2 separate regions of the Zea mays genome follow, and region 2 is linked to region 1. The links are chromatin contacts, called in public Hi-C maps. All regions are on one chromosome and are shown on one strand. The core of a region is the stretch at or near the end of the contact, and the rest is flanking DNA. Distances in the headings are between cores, read along the strand shown. Region 1 holds the start of LOC100276980. Region 2 holds the start of LOC100282133 (60S ribosomal protein L35).

Evidence for each region. Hi-C and Micro-C count contacts between places; a contact is called where the count stands out from the background.
Region 2: a Hi-C map of root tip shows a contact between it and region 1, with 5 times the contacts expected there. The contact joins the promoter of LOC100282133 here to the promoter of LOC100276980 in region 1. A contact is called at or near these places in 11 of 25 Hi-C or Micro-C datasets (bundle sheath, ear, endosperm and 4 more) and 1 of 3 datasets of contacts at active chromatin or transcription factors (leaf).

The regions. Positions count from the first base shown.
Region 1 is chr5:166,107,410-166,112,590 of Zm-B73-REFERENCE-NAM-5.0, reverse strand. LOC100276980 reads left to right here and starts at 2,867. Exons shown (of 6, transcript NM_001150660.2): 1 at 2,867-3,035; 2 at 3,149-3,217; 3 at 3,387-3,467; 4 at 3,568-3,666; 5 at 3,758-3,820. The coding sequence starts at 2,903.
Region 2 is chr5:166,381,339-166,386,519 of Zm-B73-REFERENCE-NAM-5.0, reverse strand. LOC100282133 (60S ribosomal protein L35) reads right to left here and starts at 2,947. Exons shown (of 4, transcript NM_001294264.1): 1 at 2,876-2,947; 2 at 2,659-2,794; 3 at 2,413-2,569; 4 at 1,166-1,373. The coding sequence starts at 2,879. The coding sequence ends at 1,299. LOC100274506 reads left to right here. Exons shown (of 11, transcript NM_001360603.1): 10 at 323-405; 11 at 494-775. The coding sequence ends at 526.

The DNA.
Region 1 (5,181 bases), core at 1,618-4,117:
TCTGTTGGGTCGTTGGACTGTGTATCGTGTTGGAGCCCATTAGGGGTACATCGAGGGGTTGTGCATGCCCCTAACGTCTATTTTAACAGCAGCTGCGACCACATTAGGTTTTGGGTTTTGCTTAGATCATATCTGTCATTGAACAATATCGTCGTTCTTCGGTTTGTGAGACCCCACCTCGTGATCAATGCAGTTTTGATTACGTTCTTTCTGTTCTTGCTTGTATTCTTGATTACGCTTGCTAGGATAATCCTTCGTGGTGAGGTCACTCGTGTGTCACGGGTAATAACCAAGAGTAGTGGTGTAGTGATTGCGAGGATTCGTTCGCTCGAAGCGTTGGATCATCAACGTCGAGATCTCCACCCTATCAAATTATCCTACCTCACGGAAGATCGAGCCTAGTCCTCTATCAGTTCCTGTGGTGTAGATCCCAAATGTGATCTATTAAATTATTTTGGAGCCAATCATGCACCAGATTTGTATGGAGTGCAACCTCACGCTGAAGGATGGTTGTAAAGCCTCTCGGCGCTTCACAGGTGACAGTTGGTGCTGCAATAGAGGACTCAACTGTCTCATAATCGTCCACATCGTATGATCCTCCATGCTCATCCTCAATGATCATGTTTGTGTAGAATGATACACACATATGATCACACTAAGTAACTGGTGGGAAAAGTAATGATTTGGGCTTGTGAGAATATGAAATTGAGCCTTGAGCACCCCAAATGCCTTCTCCATGTCCTTCCATGTGCCCTCCTAGCACACAACAAACATCTACTTAGGAGTCTGTTGGAGCAGAATGGTTTTCATGAACACTAGCCACCGAGGGTAGATGCCATCGAGAAGGTGGTACCCATAGTTATACTCATAGCCATTCACCATGAAGTTCATGTTTGGTCCTTCACCGTTGAGCATGTTAATGAACAACAGTGTTTGGTTGATTACGTTAACATCATCGCTCAATTCTAGCACCCCAAAAGCATGTCAGATCCACAAGTCATACGAGGCAACTGCCTCAAGCATGATGGTCGGGGATCCAATGTTCCTCATTATGAACTATCTTCTCCCTATGGGATAGTTCCTACACTCCAATACATGCATTCTATACTCTCTATTATACCAGGAAAATTTCTTTCCTCCCCCTTAGCTAATAAACGCCTAAGGTCATCAACAGTGGGACGACGACTATACTCCGCCCCAAAACATACAATAACACCTCTACAGAATAGTTTGAGACACTCTAAGGTGGAACTTTTCCCATTTTGATGTACTCATCGATGGAGTCAGCAACACTACCATACACAAGCATGTGTAGGTCAACTACACACTTCTGGTGGGGGGAGAAACCACTGCGGGTGAGTGCATTGGTTCGAAGAGTGAAGTAGCGGGAGTGCTCACCCTAGCTCTCCAAAGATGTGAAGGAATATGCTTCTCGAATGTGGCATCTTTGATGAAAGTAGAGAGATGGATAGATACACATGTCGTTAAAGTAGTCTTACATCAACCGATCGTGGGCGGATACACGGTAACGATCGATGTATCTCCAGCATAGCCTCAATTGCCTCCTTGATGCAAAAGACTTGGAGGCAATCTCCGCCTCCGGTTGCATTATATTTTACTACAACAACTCGAAAAACTCTTCCTCGGTCATGTCAATGTTTGAGTCAGACGAAGACATCACAACAACGTTTGTTTCGAATGAAACGAGTGTGTGTGAGGAGTATGGTGGTAGAGAAATTTGAGGTGTGAGTTGTGTGAACGAGCTCAAGCACTTCTATATTTATAGACACATTTTTTTGATTTTTTTAAGTTCAAAACAAAGTGAACCAACCAGAACACAATACGTGGCGCTAGTGACAGCAGTCGTTGGGTCAGTACCGCTCGATCGACACCGACCGACGTGGGCCCGACGTTGTTGGTACCAACCCTAGCGCCTAATCGACAACCTCAACATCCGTGTGCATGTGTGGACTGTCTTTGGCACCGCGACTAACAATACCAATCGGTCGTCGGTGCCATGAGGGCGGACGGTAGCGCCCAACGGTCAACCCAGCCTAATGAGTGTGTATAAATTTAAGGGGCGTTTTAGTTTTTAGCATATATGTCCACTTAGGCTGGCTCCAGCAAGGACCACTAAAAGCTCCTCTACCCTAAATATAGAGGATCAAACGGTCATCTACGCTCTCCAGCAACATCCTCTAAACGGTCCTCTAAATTTAGAGGACGCTGCTAGATTCTCTCTATATAAAGTTTCTCTAAATGGTCATCTATCCATTTGAATACTTTAAATAACCGGTTTAGCAAAACTAAAATATATACAGTATATTTGAGAGTATGGCACATACGTATGTAAAAAAATAAAAAATGTCTCTAATATAGGTATTTGCGTATAGAGGACGTGATTTAGAGGACGTTGTTGGAGAGGAATGCGATATAGAGGATGTAATCTTTTAGAGGAGATTGTAAAGAACGGATATAAATGATGGATATAGAGGATATTGTTGGAGACATCCTTAAGACTTTGTTCAGTTAGGAGATGGAGAGTGATTAAGTCACTTTTTTTTCAATTTTGACTGATCCCCTGCTATTCACTCCTAACCAAATAAGGTATAATTAATTGTGTAGAAGTGTCGGAGAATAGGGTTTAAACCAGTATGACACCCTAAACATAGTTTAGGGATAAAAATTTATATTTTGAAGTACTATGATCTAGTCGAGAAGTGATAAAGTTAAGAAGTGCCCGTGAAATTCACTCGAGAAAATGTAATTTGCATCTACAACCCGTCCATCCTGTACATGCGTGTCACGGCGACCCAGCTCTTGGAAGTATAGAATCAGAAACAGAACAGAACACGAGAAGTTGACTATCGCGAGGTGGCCAAGAAGGAAAAGTAGCGGCGGCATGGGGTCGCCCAAGGCGGCCAAGAGCATGGTGAAGCAACGCATCTGGCGTCACCGGCTCGTCGCGCCGTTCGCTGCCGTTCTCATCACGGCCGTCGTCGTATTCTCCGGCCTGTTCGCGCAGGACCCAAGTGGTGAGCTCGACAGTTACAGTTTGGCAGCTAGTGCATCTTTCTTCTCTTGCTTTTTTTTCTCCCCTATCACCGAATTTGTATGTGTTCTTACTAGAGTTTATTGGGACTCGTAGCCACCTCGGAGTTCACTGCCGTGAACGCGGGTAACACCCTGCCAGTGCGCGATAAGTCGGAATCCACAGGTAATCGAATCTATGTGGCTTCAAAACCTGTTCCCTTGTCTTGTTTATTAATGGCTAGAAGGAGGTCTTGTCAAAGCAAGAAAGTTCTTTTTTTTTGTTCCGTTTTAGTTGGAGTTTGGGTTTTCGAATCCGGACCGGATTAGTGGGATTTAGTAATTTGATTTCGAAGGTGCAGCAGCCAGAGGATCTCCCAACAAGGAGGATCTTGCAACAGCTGCATTTGAGCAAGAATTGGATGTTGGAAATTCTGGTGTGGCATTGTTACTTCTCTTACTACTGTTTCATGTCCCAATTAATGTGAAGTGACTCGCTAATTTGATGTTCTGAATCCGTGAGTTGGCGAAATGTAGAGCCCAATCAAGCTTTCCAAGGCACCGTGCCTGCAGCAGGCGAGAGAGGGACAGCAACGGCAGTGCCGGTCCAACGAGAAAGAAGCAGTGGAGGATCTGGTATGCAGCCCTGCTATCATCGTGAAGCAGTCTCCAGATGCTACAAATGTAGCTCACACTGTCTATACTTGTTTTCTGGACTCACATCTAGAACCTGAAGAGAAGCAATCGCCCCCACAGGACCAGGAAGGAGAAGAAACCTCTGCTAAGTCAGGTACTGTACAGATACATCTATACTCGCATTGTTTGTTTCTATGCTGTGAATACACTGCTGGGTAAATGCAAAACTCTGTACTACAACTCTACAAGGCTGGACTAGTATAGGTGTATAGCAAAGATAGTGTTCCAACTTCACCTGTGCTGTCCAGCATTGAGAGAGTAAAAAGGTGCACTACAAGGCTGGTCTAGTATAGCAAATATAGTGTTCCAACTTCACCTGTGCTGTCCGGCACTGAGAGAGCAAAAAGGGCAGTTAAAGGGAAAAATGTCTTGCTTGTGATTGGTTAGTAAAGCCCTTGCTTCCAATGGAATAAAAATAAAGGTGAGGCTAGTGATATGCTTTAGTTGAACCACATGTAAATTATCATTTTGTTGAACTAGTGCCGGAGGCTCCCACATGAGGGCTTAGAATTAACAGCAGAGGTGCTTTGATTGGCAACCGATATGCTTTTTTATAAAGATATTTTGTAAAAAACAATGTCATAGAAAAGCATAAATCATGTTTTCTTTTTCTTTTTATTTCTAAATGTAGCATAATGTTCACCCATCGTGGATAATGGGACATAAGAGTTTCAAAGTGCTGAAAATAGGAATCTTGATTATTGTATCAAAGAGAGGCATGGTGCTTCATTGAAGGAAACAAAAATACATTAGCACAACTAGTAGTATCCCACTAGCTTTGCTGGTTTCTTGGATTAGGCTACCCGCAGTGAGCAACGGTACGCGAAGCGCTACTTCTGTATTTAACAGATGCAATGTTTCCTAATCTATTTATACTTTCGAAAGTATACCATGGGATGCAAAGTTTGAAACATGCCGTTCCATGAAATTTGATTTCTTTTAATGAAACAATGCTGGCTTCACATAATTACACCCTTCCAATTTGTCCAAAGAAACATATCTAACGATTTAAGGTGTGGCATACAGATGATGTTGGATTTTGAGTTATGCTGGAGTAAAAGGGCCACCATCTCCAGTCTTATTTGTTTGTTCATAGGAGATGGATACAGTCCCTTCATCACTTTTCTCCATTACTGCATCTAAATTTATGCTAACAAAATATTAATAAAATCATAGAGATATAGAAGTGAAGGGTAGGCGTGGTGCAGCAGTCACTAGACCACTGGTTCGAAACAGCCTCTTCGCGTCTGTAGGGGAAGGCTTGCCTTAGTTTATCTCTTCTCTAGATCCTATTTTTGTGGGATCCTCTAGCACTGGGTCTGCCCTGATAGAGATATAGGAGTACTTTTGGGGTTGACCTTATCAATGTTACTCTCATATCATATGACTTATCTACACATCGAGAAATGGAAGTTCCATTGCACAGAGTCTAAAAGATGAAATATGTTATGTACC
Region 2 (5,181 bases), core at 1,698-4,197, 270 kb before region 1:
GCTACAGATTTAAATATGGTGTGTCATGAACTCATGACGGAACTTAGGAATTCTGTCTGCTAGACTCACTATATCCACCTTCCAAACATGTTCATCGTGAAGACAAGGTACCTGATTGGATTGACGCATTATATAGCATGTTTGTTACTGTGTAGTGCTCACCTTTGACAAAGCTCAGTTATTAGTACTCTGATCTATGAATAAACATGATTGCATGAGTGTTGGATGATGCAATTTTGTGAATATAGGGGAAAAAATAGGGATATTGTCCCATTGCATCACTCATCTGGAACTAATTGGTGTACTCTACACAAATTTCTAGGGCGCTATGGTCGGCCAGAGGATGTAGCAGGCCTGGTGGAATTCTTAGCCCTCAGCCCTGCTGCAAGCTACATCACTGGACAGGTCTGGTTACATATGGTGTGCGTTATCTTTTGTTGGTTGTTGAAACTTCTGGAGCCTTCTCACCGAGCTCCTTTGCCCTGTGGTGTAGGTCCTCACCATCGATGGAGGAATGGTAATGTAAGGCTTCGAATCTGTGCCGCTGGCCTCTAATGTGTCGCAGAAAAAAAATGTAATTCAGTTTTTTGAGTGTCATTTTTAAGGGGTGGTTTCTTTTGTCCGCAGCGGTTTGTGGTATAGTACAGTTTGTTTCGAAGGGAGAGTTGATACTAGAAATTTGCACACGTATAGTTAGCTTAATTTCTTTGCGATTGGCCGATTGCTCCAAACATGTTATTGGAACGCTCTTTCCCTGAGTCTTCGTTTCCGTTTCCCTTATAAAGTCTTATAAAGTGTTTGGTTTGATGAATCACTCTATTCAAAATTCAAAATGAAACGGTATATCATGGATTTATTCCTTAAATTTGGTGGGATAACTCCATTCCACATATTAGTACTAAACAACTAACTATGAAGAATGAGGTGGTGATGGATTAACTCACTCCATTCTACAAACCAAACAAAAAATGAGGGAGAAGATGATGGACTACATCATTCCTCAAACCAAACACTCCAGTACTGTCGAGCCTCGGCTCAACTTCTGTTTCTGGGACGGAGTACATACCATGAGCAACGGTCACACAAATATAATGAACAGCAAACATCTAGTTTAGAAGAATACAAAGAAAAGTTGCCACCAAATATGAACGCCAATACGAATTGCCAGTCAAACCAATTTAGCCATTTATGGAAATGGAGGAATACATCGTACTTCCGACCCACAGCAAATGTCCATACAAACCAAAAATTAAAACACAGCCGATGATATGCTAAGCGCAGCATCTCACAGTTCTGACCTAGGCCTTGATAGCATACTTCCTCATGGGGAAGTACTTCTCACGCTTCTTTTCCCTCTCGGTCTTCAGAGAGAGCTGCAGGACAGACAGAGCAAAATGTCAGGCCATCTATGATTAAAAAACCAACACAAAAGAGCAATCACTCAAAGAAATATGCCATGCAATTTCAAATGTCACTTGGACACGTGTCAAACATTCAGAAACTGATTGTATACCACCATTTTGTGCGATGTCATAGTCATAGCAATTGAAAGATGACAGGCCTGTTTGGTTCGTTATCTAACTTGCCATAATTCGACTAACTTTTTTTTGCCTAAGGTTAATGATTCAATTTGGCCAGCTAACCTTATGCAAGTTGTGGCACAGTTAGCCAGGAACCAAACAGGCCCAACAACTGGCTAATGCTTGCATACACCTTATAATCCTAAAACCTAAACCTGGGCTGCAAATATTAGTGCTCTTTCAGACTTGAGCTCTGCATGGAGAGGGTTATCAGGTATCTTGCAAATGCTTAATATCATATATGATCAGATTGACGAAAAAACATTAACAACAAACACTTCACCTTGATTTTGCACAACAATGAGAAGTAACATTATTCAGATCACATAGTCAGTCATCAAACATTACTCACTTTCTACAGTTGCATCCGTACGCAAAATATATTGGCTCATAAAGCTAAGAGGAATTTCAAAAAAATATCATTCGTTGCTCTATTAATGCTTCATCCAGCAATGAACATAACTTATATACCACTTATTGACACGAGCCAATAAAATCACATCTTGATGACACAGCACACTATCAGAATTTGAAAGGATATATAAATGCTCTTGAAGTTGCCCATCATGGAAGAAACATAAACTTATATACCACTTATTCTAAACAAGATAATCAAATTGCACATTGACTACTAACAGATTATCAGATATAAGTGACACTGGATAATATATACTCAAGGTTACATTCCAATTGCCATTGGAATACTATACTGAAAGTTGAGCCCCATATGACTAGCCATGGTATGATGTTAGTATCGAATTAAAGTTATAACAGAAGATCTAACGCTACTGAACTAGGAGCAATGGTAGTCGTAGGAGTATGGCATGTATACCTGGTGCTTGGTCAGACGGCGGCGGATGGCACGGGTCTTCTTAGGGCGGAGGTCGAGGGGGAGCAGGTTCTTCTTCTTGTACGCCTCCCGCAACGCCGACTTCTGCTTCTGCGAGATCACTGTGAGCACGCGCGCGATCGAGGTGCGCACCACCTTGCTGAAGAAGGGCCGGATACAATTCGAATCGATTCAGTCGAGTTCAGGAGCAGAGAATAACAGGAGAAAATAGAGATTGCAGGTACGCACATCTTGGAGAGCTTGTTGGGTGCGCCGCCGGTGACCTTGGCTACGCGGAGGAGGGAGAGCTCAGACTTCAGCTCCTTGAGCTGCGCCTGCAGGTCCGTCTTGCTCTTCCCCCGGAGCTCGTGCACCTTGATACGGGCTGCCAGTCATCGCCACACAACAAAACGGGTGTCAGATCAGCTCGAAGTTTAATTGGGATGAAAGCCTGGAGGTGGCTTACCCATAGCGACGGTGACAATTGCTGCGGCGGCGCGGCGTCGGCGGTGGCAGGGTGGACAGGACTCAGGAGCGGTGCGCGAGGGGAAGAGGAATGTTAGCGGCGGCGGAGGCTTATATAAGAGTGGAGGAGGGTGTAGCGGAGACAAAACCCTAGGCTGAATTGCGTGGGCTGACTGGGCCTAAGTGCGTGACTGGGCTTTAGCGTCGAAATCAATAAGCCCTTTTTATAATATTTTTATCTATACTATACTTAAAGCGTCAGTTTCAACGGTCGTCCCGCGTCATTTTTTTACAAACAATCCCTCACGGCTATTTCAAATTAACCCTATGCACGTCTAAAGATGACCAAACGGTGGCCCGGCACAGGCCAGACGCCTGTGGGCCACAACTCTAGCCCAGGCATATCATGCCGACCTACTGACTATGCCGAGGTGGGGTTCGAACACATGCCCTGATGGAAGAAGGACAGGAGACACTAGGTGAAGTTGTCTAACCAGTAGAACATCATGCTCAAATGTTTTTAATATTGAATATAAATTGTATATATGTATATACATTTTTTGTAAAATAAAAATATATATAATCGTGTCGAGCTGGGCCAGCACTACGGACTGAGGCTACAGCCCAAGCACGTCACGTCGTTCTTGGCTCTTGCAAGCATTAGGTCATTTCTAAGACCACATTGGCGCAATGGACTCAATGATGTTTGAGGTTGCTGAATTGGATGGAGCAACAATGATTTGTCACACTAACAATAAAATGAAAGGTTATTTGTTGGTTTTAAACGTTAGTAATTGCTACGACGTAGCATAACTTATATGGAGTGCATCCAATTTTTATAAGTTTGAGTTCATGTGACTTATTTTAGAAACTTGAGCTCACAAACTTACTCTTATTTGGTCTCTGTATGGTAGAATTATGTTATTTTATAATCTCTGTTCGTTTAGTCAGTCGTTGTGAACTTTCTTCTAATCGCTCACTTCATTTGTTGTGTTGCACCAAGACATATTGGATGGAGTAAACAATAACATCAGTTAGCTAAATAAAAAATATTATACAGAGAGCGGAGACAATCAATAAAAAATCTTGAAATTTTTTGGTAGATAGTTTACATAGGTAACTATCGGTGTTTCGGACCCGGGGGGTCCCTGAACCGACGAGTGAATTTGTCGCTGCGTGCCCCTGCCCAGATGGGTTGGTGCGAGATAGAACACAAGTGGGGGAATGAGCCTTGTATTATCCTGCACCGGGGTGCTTGTAGTAGGGGTTACAAGCCTTGTAAGAGAGCGAGGGCGAGGGCGAGAGGGAGCGAGTAGCAGAGAGCGAGAGAGAGAGAGGGTCCGGCCCCCGCTCGTCTTCTCCCGTCGTGCGTTCGGATGTTCGTATGTTCGTATGCTCGTCCCTTCGTCCTCCTTTTTTTATCCTCTTCCCCCCTGTGGGGCCCTGGACACCCCGTTTTATAGATGTAAGGAGATGCCCAGCTGTACAATGGGGTGTAGCTGGGAGCTAACGTGGCTGGCAGGGAAGTGCCCTGAGCCCTGTACAAATAACAACGTGGCCATTGGGGGGACGCCTCGAGTCCTGTAGGGATAGTATCGTGGCCGTCGGAGAAGTGCCTTGAGCCCTGTAGCAGTACAGCTGTTGGTGCTGTATGGATCCTGCTGACGTCTCCTTGCTTCCGTAGGGGGCTTGAGAACCACCGATGTCATGGTTGCATGCAGGAAACCACCATCGCCTGTTACCGGGGTAAGCTGGATGGGACGCCGGTCTTGTTCCTTCGTAGCCTGAGCTAGCTAGGAGTAGGGTAATGATGCATCCCTCGTGGCGCGGTTGATCCGAGCCTGAGGTCGGGCGAGGCGGCGACTCCTCCGAGGCCGAGGCTGGGGCCGAGACCCAGGGTAGGGCGAGGACGTGATTCTTCCCGAGGTCGAGGCCGAGGCCGAGCCCTGGGGTCGGGCGAGGCGGAGATTTCCTCCCGAGGCCGAGCCCTGGGATCGGGCGAGGCAGAGCTTCCTGTTGCGTCCGAGGCTGAACTCGACCGTTGTCGGTTTTCGCCCGGGTGGTTGGCACAGCAGCCGGAGCGGAGCAGGCGGCGCTGTTTTCCTGTCAGATCGGTCAGTGAAAGGGCGGAGTGACTGCGGTCACTTCAACCTTGCCGACTGAGGCGCGCGTGTCAGGATAAGGTGTCAAGCGACCCCAGCATTAAATGCGCATGCAACACAGTCGGCTGGTAAGGCGATTTGGCCAAAGTCGCTTGCACGACAAGGCTTGCCTTTGCCTGAGCCGAGGGTGCGCTCACTGTCTGAG